Linked DNA regions of Sus scrofa: region 1 is linked to region 2. Evidence: chromatin contacts called from public HiChIP or PLAC-seq data. All regions are on one chromosome and are shown on one strand. The core of a region is the stretch at or near the end of the contact, and the rest is flanking DNA. Distances in the headings are between cores, read along the strand shown. Region 1 overlaps LOC106506175 (a long non-coding RNA gene). Region 2 has its middle 1.3 Mb from the start of ZEB2.

Region 1 (3,446 bases), core at 353-2,852, 440 kb after region 2:
TTTGCAGTCAATGACCCAAATAGGCACTGGAGTACTTCCTGTTTGTCCTCTCGTCCCTAATCAGAGCTTCTCCTTTGGTTCACCTCTTAGCAGAAGACAAGTTGTCTCTTATTTGGCAAAAACCATCACTGGGTCCTCAGTTTCTACAAAACCTGACCCTATTCCTGCTCCCTGGAAAAACAAGTGGGACCACAATAAATTGGCTGTGCCCTGAGTATTTCCTAGGAAGCACAATTACTGCTGTCATAAATCTATCAAAAGCTTGATATTTATAAAGGCTTTACCTGAAAGATGAGCAGTCCTTCTAAATCCTCTAAATTTTACTCAGATTAAAATAAACTGGCAGAAAGTTATATCCTTAAATAATAGTCCTCCGCCCACACCTTTACCTAGTGGTATTTTCCTGGCATGATGTTGTTGGATGGTATTGAGGGGCACTATATGAAACAGCCTGACGTAGCTGAGGGTTGTATCTGAGAAAAAGTGTCAGTAAGGATGATTTTAATCCCGTTACACAGTGTTCTTTTTATAAGGACACTAGGGAGAAGGTTTTTTTTTTCCTCTGGCTTTAACACCAGCAAAAGTCATTCTCTTAAGCATTTGGCTTGTTTTTATCTTGCAGACCATCCCATTTTGGCTTTAAGCAGAACTAATATGTTGTTTAAGATACCTGGCTACAAAGAGGTCAGAAGGAGGTCAGGCTGTCTTTTCTGCAGTGAATTAGGGACATTCATTTATTATCTCCCAAGTCCTCATTAAAACAGCTTTAATGTGGTGACCATTTGATGGTACACATACGCTTTAATCTTGTGAATATCAAACCCACCTGGGTTACATTTCCTGTTCTGGACAGTTAGCAGAAGCAGGTTAATACGGTATGTTAACTCCTTAATCTGCAGCTTGTGTAGGAACCAGGCTCACTCGTCACCTGAATTTGCACCCCCATGATCTGTATAGAGTGTTAATTTTTCAGGTTCTGTCTTCAAATCTCAGACTGCTTAAGACATTTTTAATCATCTGTTTAATTTCATACCTTATCCTTTTTTGCCCTGATATATTACTTTTCAGGTTACTCTTTAGGCCTGGATATGCCCTATTTTTCTTTCTCATCTGAACTAGATTCAAATTTACACACTGTGAAATAGCTAATAAATTCCCATTAAGGTTCTAAAAGGTGAAGGTTCAGCCAGTGTATAAGTCATCAAATTCTCATGTAAAACTGAATGATCCTTGATATTAATAGCTTGGCAAATACATGCTACAGGTCCTTAATATTTGTATGAAAAAAAGATTTTAAATTATTTGGCTGAGGGCAACCCACCTACTCTAGAATGCCCTGAGCCTTCTCCAATTGCCATGTCACCTAGGGACAATCCCCCCCCACCCCACAATTAATCTTAAAATATAATCTTTTCCCTGGGAGCCTTCCCATATTTCTAACTCTACCTGTACTCACTGCATGATGTTTCCTTTGTGAGCTTTTGTCTTTGAGGTTGGACATGAAAAAGGGAAAGTTTCTGTTTGTGTTTAGCCTGGTAGAGTCTTGGGAAAGTGGGACAAGAAGCCCCATTGGGAGCTTTTTTTTCTTCCCCACAAGCAATAGAGAGTATTACAATGATTTACAGAGACACGTTGAAAGTAAATTATGTTGTAAACGCCTGTCCCCTGGGCCAGCTAAGAATCACAGGAAAAAAATGCAAAAAGTTTGAAATTCCCAACAGCAAAGGTTGACAGGAAAATATGGTTTTGTTTTTCTATGAGTAAAAGTAACTTTTATGTTGTGTTTTCCCATGAGAAATTATAAACTTTCAAAGGAATTTTAGCCTCTTGCATGCACATATAAGAGCAATTTATCTGGTACTGCCCCAGTGAAAACACTCTTTAAGACTTTAAAGCTGTTAGAAGTGGGGCTGAATTTCTTCAAGACCGCTACTTCTTATTTGTCCTTGCTGTCTCCTCTTGTCAAAACATTTACTCAGACTTCCAAGAGTTGCAAGTTGGCAACATGTTAATAATATGAAAATGCATTTGTGCAGCCCATGTGGCTGCAGTTTTTGAGTATATTCATCACTTATTTAATGAGTAATGGATCCTTTACAGTAGCTATGGCCACACAGAAGGATATGCAGCAAATTAAATGAGAACTTGTCACTGTAAGATACTGCGAGTGTTGCCAAGGTAGCATTGCCTCCCTCTCTTGGAGCCTCCTTGCGGCACAAGTAGAATCCTCAGTCAGACCCCTGCCCTCTTCTTCCTTCCTCAACTAATGAGCCACAGCTACAGAAATTCTTCAGGGAGGTGGGTAGCCTAAGTTACTTGAATCTGTTTTTGTGAGTGTAAACATCTTTTATTCCTGAGAGCTTTGAAGTAAAAGTAGATCTTTATATCATTTTCTTTCTCTGTCTCAACTTAATTAGAAATTATTCAGAATGATTTTTGTTAGAAATTCAATTTTTCTTTTTATGGTATGATAAGAAAAATAAGTAAAAGATGCCCCCAAAATTCTACTCAGCCTTCTCTGCAACTGAAACTCGCATCATTAGATTTTTAAGCAATGTTGTTCAGTATTGGCTGCTCTTCTTCCAGACATTCTTGGTTTAACTCTGTCCCTGCCCCCTCTCATAAGCTCTTCTTTGCTGAAGGTCCAAGTTTTTTCTAGTGTTTATAAACACTTCCTTGTCAAAATACCAGATAGTCTGTTTCTCCCCTGGCAGGGGGATTTAGCCAAGGGATGTCATTTCAGGGACTATAAGCAGACACCATAATTCTCCTCTCTCTACCTGTCATTTCAGCATTTGCATCAAAACTCAGATGTATAAGCAGGATGTATTCCATCCAACAGAGCACTCCAATTTTCAGGGACTTCATTCCCTTTAGACTTTTGAATTGTTCTAAAATTTCTATAAATGTTGCCACAAAATCTAAGGAAAACTACAAAGCTTAAAAAAGTTCATGTGCATTATATTGCCTGAAAAAAAAACGACAATATCCATTTATTATCTCCAAAACATGTGTGATGAATAGAATGAAAACTAAACTAACATCATTCTCATTTTCTCATGCTCTGCTAGACACACACAGAAACCCCGCTGCTCTGCATTGTTTCTCCCCCACCCCTTCATTTTCTCTGCCTGTGATAGACATATACTTATTTATGGATTAACAAGTATGAAGATCATGTCACTTCCTCACATAAATGATAATATACCTTTGCTCCTGGAGATATATTTAGACAAAAAATAAATAAATAAATCCCCATAAAAAGTATCAGATTGAGTTGTTGGCTAAACAGAACTATTCAAATAAAATATCACATTAAAATGCTTTTTGGTGAAGAGAAAGCTTAAAGCCAGTGCTTCATTTGCAAAAGAGGAGGGAAAGAAATTGCAAACTCCTCCCAGTCCTATAACTTAGATTCACCCCAATGCGACCGATTATTCTTTAAC
Region 2 (3,595 bases), core at 486-2,985:
TAGAGGGGGACTCTGGCAGAAAGGGGCCACTGAGAATGCCAACATATTGTATTGTCCTTGAATTTCTATAGTTTCCACTCCTCTCTCCATTCTCTTGCAGAAAGCATTTCTCCTCTTATAAAACAAAGAAAAGGCACAAAGCAGTAATTACTTTTTTCATACCCTCTATTAATGTAAGCCCAGGAAATACCCTGCTTCCCCCTAGATTTGGGATCCAGCAAGCATTATTTTCAAATGGTCATCTTTTTGGGTTCTAGAAATAAAAAAAAAAAAAAAATCCCAATTCAGATCTTTTCAATCCATTTTCTCCAAACATTCATATTTGGAGTACTTGCAAACTTAGCACTCTGTAGCCTGGTATTCCTTCCCTGTGCATTTAACCTGTGAGGGGCTGAGGATCTAATGCCGAAAAGACTTGGGTGTGTGAGGATAGATGAACCAGGTCCCAGAATCATCAGGAAGACAAGTGAGCTTTAAAGTGCTCCTCTCTCTCTCTCTCTCTTTCTCTCTGTCTACGTCTCTGTCTCTGTCTCTGTCTCTCTCTCTCCATTATCCTCTGAAGAAGCAGTTTGGGCAGAGCGTGGACACTCTTTCTGCACATGGCAGAGGTGGTCTGCATCACATTTAGGCCTAAAGTTGTAACAGCCAACTTGTCAATGAAGGCCATTAGCGCAGATGTGCCACAGGCACTCGGGGACTGGGTGGCGGGGCAACCTCAGATCAGTGTGGGAAGAGCAGACATCGGGTGGTAACAACTTTCAGTCATTACTGACCTGGGCTCTATTCAAACCAGTGACCTAGAAATGAAGGGCTCCAAATCCCATTACTAATTCCCCGAGCCATCAAGTCTCCCCTATGGCCTGGATCTTGTCCTGAAACCCAGGTCTCCTGTTGAAATAGCATTAGACAGCAGCCACTGCATTGGCAGGCAAGGGTTTTAAAATAAAAGGGGGGAAGAAAGAGGAAAATGTGCACTTACAGAGTTGGCTTTAATTATTACTTTAAAGTTTTTCAGCTCCTTTAAACCTAAAAACCTGAACCTTCTTGAAAGTCAAAAGCTTGCCAGGAAGTACAAGAACGGTGTTCAAACAAACACAGCCTTCTATTTTGCTTGAATGGGAAAATACACATGCCCCCTCCCAAACCGAAGAATAATGAGAGGAAACCAAATGAGAGGAAGTTGTTGAAAAGGAAAGAAAGAGATTAAATGAGTATTGCAAGGAGGAGAAGAATATTTACTGCCAATGTAAGAAAAAGAGCTAAATGAAAGCCCCCTTGAACAGCTTTCCCCTCTCACTTATTATCTCTGTGTCGCTCTTCAATCCCTCTAATCAAAGAGGGACAATTATTTTTCAGTAAAAAGTAGGTTTTTTTGAATTAGGTGAAGCCTGTGCAGGGCAAGCTGGCATGTAAAGTTCTGCCTTGCTTTTTAAGCAAAAAGCTCCAGCTTTGCAAATAGTCCTGTAGATGGAGCTGCACTCTGCAATTCTAAGATCACGGCCCCAACAATGAAGCAATTGTTTCCTGTCTCCACTTAGCAATTCCTCCCTCTCTTTTGGTTCTTTCTGGTTGCATGTTCTATTTGTTTTAATGTATACCTTTGTGTAAAGCCTGTCTCTGAGTGGTTAGATACCCCGTTGATATGTGGCCTTCAAGGGGGAAAAGGGAGTGCAGCCTATTCCCATGACATCCTTGGGCTTTGTAGAGCCAAAAAAACCTTCTCAGGAACACCTAATCCTTGGGCTCTGGCCAAGTACCACAATCCCTCTGTACAACTGACATGGGCCACTTGGGACACTTGAGAGCTTTAGGTGTGTCTTTCTGAAGTCAGCCCCGGCCAAGCATGAGGCAAATGTGCCCGACCAAAGAAAATAAATTATGTGGACTCCAATTTTCAGCAGTTATGAAGTATTAAATTACACATGCAAAGAATTCACATTGGGATTAACCCTTTGGAACCAAAACACAATCTTGTCACAACACTTGTAAAAAGAACATGCTCTGTGGAAGGCCTGCCTTTCCAAAGGCACAGAGGTGGCTGACGGGAGGCAGAGATGCTAAAAGAAATAGGCTGTAATTAAACACAAATATGTTAGGCTGCTACCGGGGCATGGGAGAGGGTGTGTGTTTTGGGGGTTCTGTCCTGTCTCTTAGGATATGCTGCTCTCCATGTACTGAACATGTTGAGCATACTGTAAAGTTTATGAATCCACAGCCAGTGCCACTTTCGGCCCTTAATCAGAATGCATTTTATCCTAATTCACACAGCCCCTGTGGCTGCTTCTTCATTCAGATTTAGAGAAGTGGTTGAGAACCACTGGAACTTGAGTGAAATCACAACTACAGAACTCCTGAAAAGGCATTCATCTTCTGCTTCTGTGACTCAGTGAGTGATGGCAGAAAACATACTGCCCTGCCCCTTTCAAGAGTCCCAGGTTCCCTCTAGCCATTTGAAGCACTAAGCTCTTAGTACACGTCGTGGCTGAAATTTAACTTGTAAACTTGGCAGTAGAAAAGCAAAACATCGCTGTTTGTTTCCCCCTTGAAGCTATTTATTTACCAAATGACCATAGAAAGCCAATCTTTGACAATAACAGGAATAAATCAATTTTGAAGAGCTTAAAAGAATTTTTTTTTTGACAAAGTTAACTTTTTAGAAAGTGTGCATCTCAAGTATGCACAGCAGGTTTTGGGGAAACATGCAGCCTTACCTCTCTCCCCCCGAGTTCATTATCAGAGGGTGTGTGATCAACAGGAAGAACACTGTGTCTGGCTCTGATTCCCCAGAAAAATCCTTTCCTGACCTCACAGATGCCCCTTGAAAACCTTAATGCACAGCCACATGTCTCAGACACTCCATGGACCCCCATGTACTTGCCTTCTTTTAACCAAGAAGGAAACTGAGGCGGGCTGAGAAAACATGATTTGTTTAAAGTCACATAGCTAAGACTGTTAAGTCTTCTGACTTCTGGTGAAAATTGTTTCTAAAATAAGAAATATATAATTAGAGAAAAAAATCTCTATTTCCCTGTGCTTCAGCTGCTTGTATCCACACAGAAATGATCTTTTCAGACATTTGCTACTTTCAGTCATATGGAATATTTGGGGATGCAGACAGAGATTCACTAAAATAATTCAAGGGATAATAAGTGGATGTTTGTGTGTTTATATGTGTAAAAAAGGAACAGGAGAGAGGAAAAGAATGAGAGGAAGAGATGAAATTCCTGACATCATAGGGTTGTTGGGTGGAGTAACTAATAAAAGTAATTGCTAAGCACTGTGAAATTAGACTGCTGTGTAAAGCTAAACTAGGATGAACCAGAATTTGCAAATGTCATGAGACTTTTATTTTCAACAGGTGGCATTTGAGAATGCAAACTATACAAACACCCAAATGAGAGCTCAGAGTAAAAGGGAAGAATTTCGGGGATTTACACACTTGTGAAATCAGGGCGACTGAAAAACATTGCTTCATGTTTGCAGTCTTCTACAGATGCACGTATGCAGAGGCATGGCTGATTGGAGATGGAGAGATTGGAGACTAGAGAGATACTTCTCTAATTTTTATTGGTTAGAAGTGAAGAAGAAAGAAAAA

Evidence for each region. HiChIP or PLAC-seq counts read pairs in DNA pulled down with a chosen protein or histone mark.
Region 1: an H3K27ac HiChIP or PLAC-seq map of skeletal muscle shows a contact between it and region 2, with 8 times the contacts expected there. The contact joins two enhancer-like sites. A contact is called at or near these places in 1 of 47 Hi-C or Micro-C datasets (fetal skeletal muscle) and 2 of 2 datasets of contacts at active chromatin or transcription factors (alveolar macrophages and skeletal muscle).

What each region holds. Positions count from the first base shown.
Region 1 is chr15:6,683,174-6,686,619 of Sscrofa11.1, forward strand. All of the region lies in intron 1 of LOC106506175 (a long non-coding RNA gene), which reads left to right. Among named protein-coding and RNA genes, the nearest start is that of ZEB2, 810 kb to the right of the region's middle. Within about 2 kb of position 1,603, at least 6 of the 83 cell types and tissues checked have an H3K27ac peak or open chromatin away from gene starts, as enhancers often do. A contact at or near this core is called in skeletal muscle, where this site is marked.
Region 2 is chr15:6,239,631-6,243,225 of Sscrofa11.1, forward strand. No RefSeq gene overlaps it. Among named protein-coding and RNA genes, the nearest start is that of ZEB2, 1.3 Mb to the right of the region's middle. Within about 2 kb of position 1,736, at least 22 of the 83 cell types and tissues checked have an H3K27ac peak or open chromatin away from gene starts, as enhancers often do. A contact at or near this core is called in skeletal muscle, where this site is marked.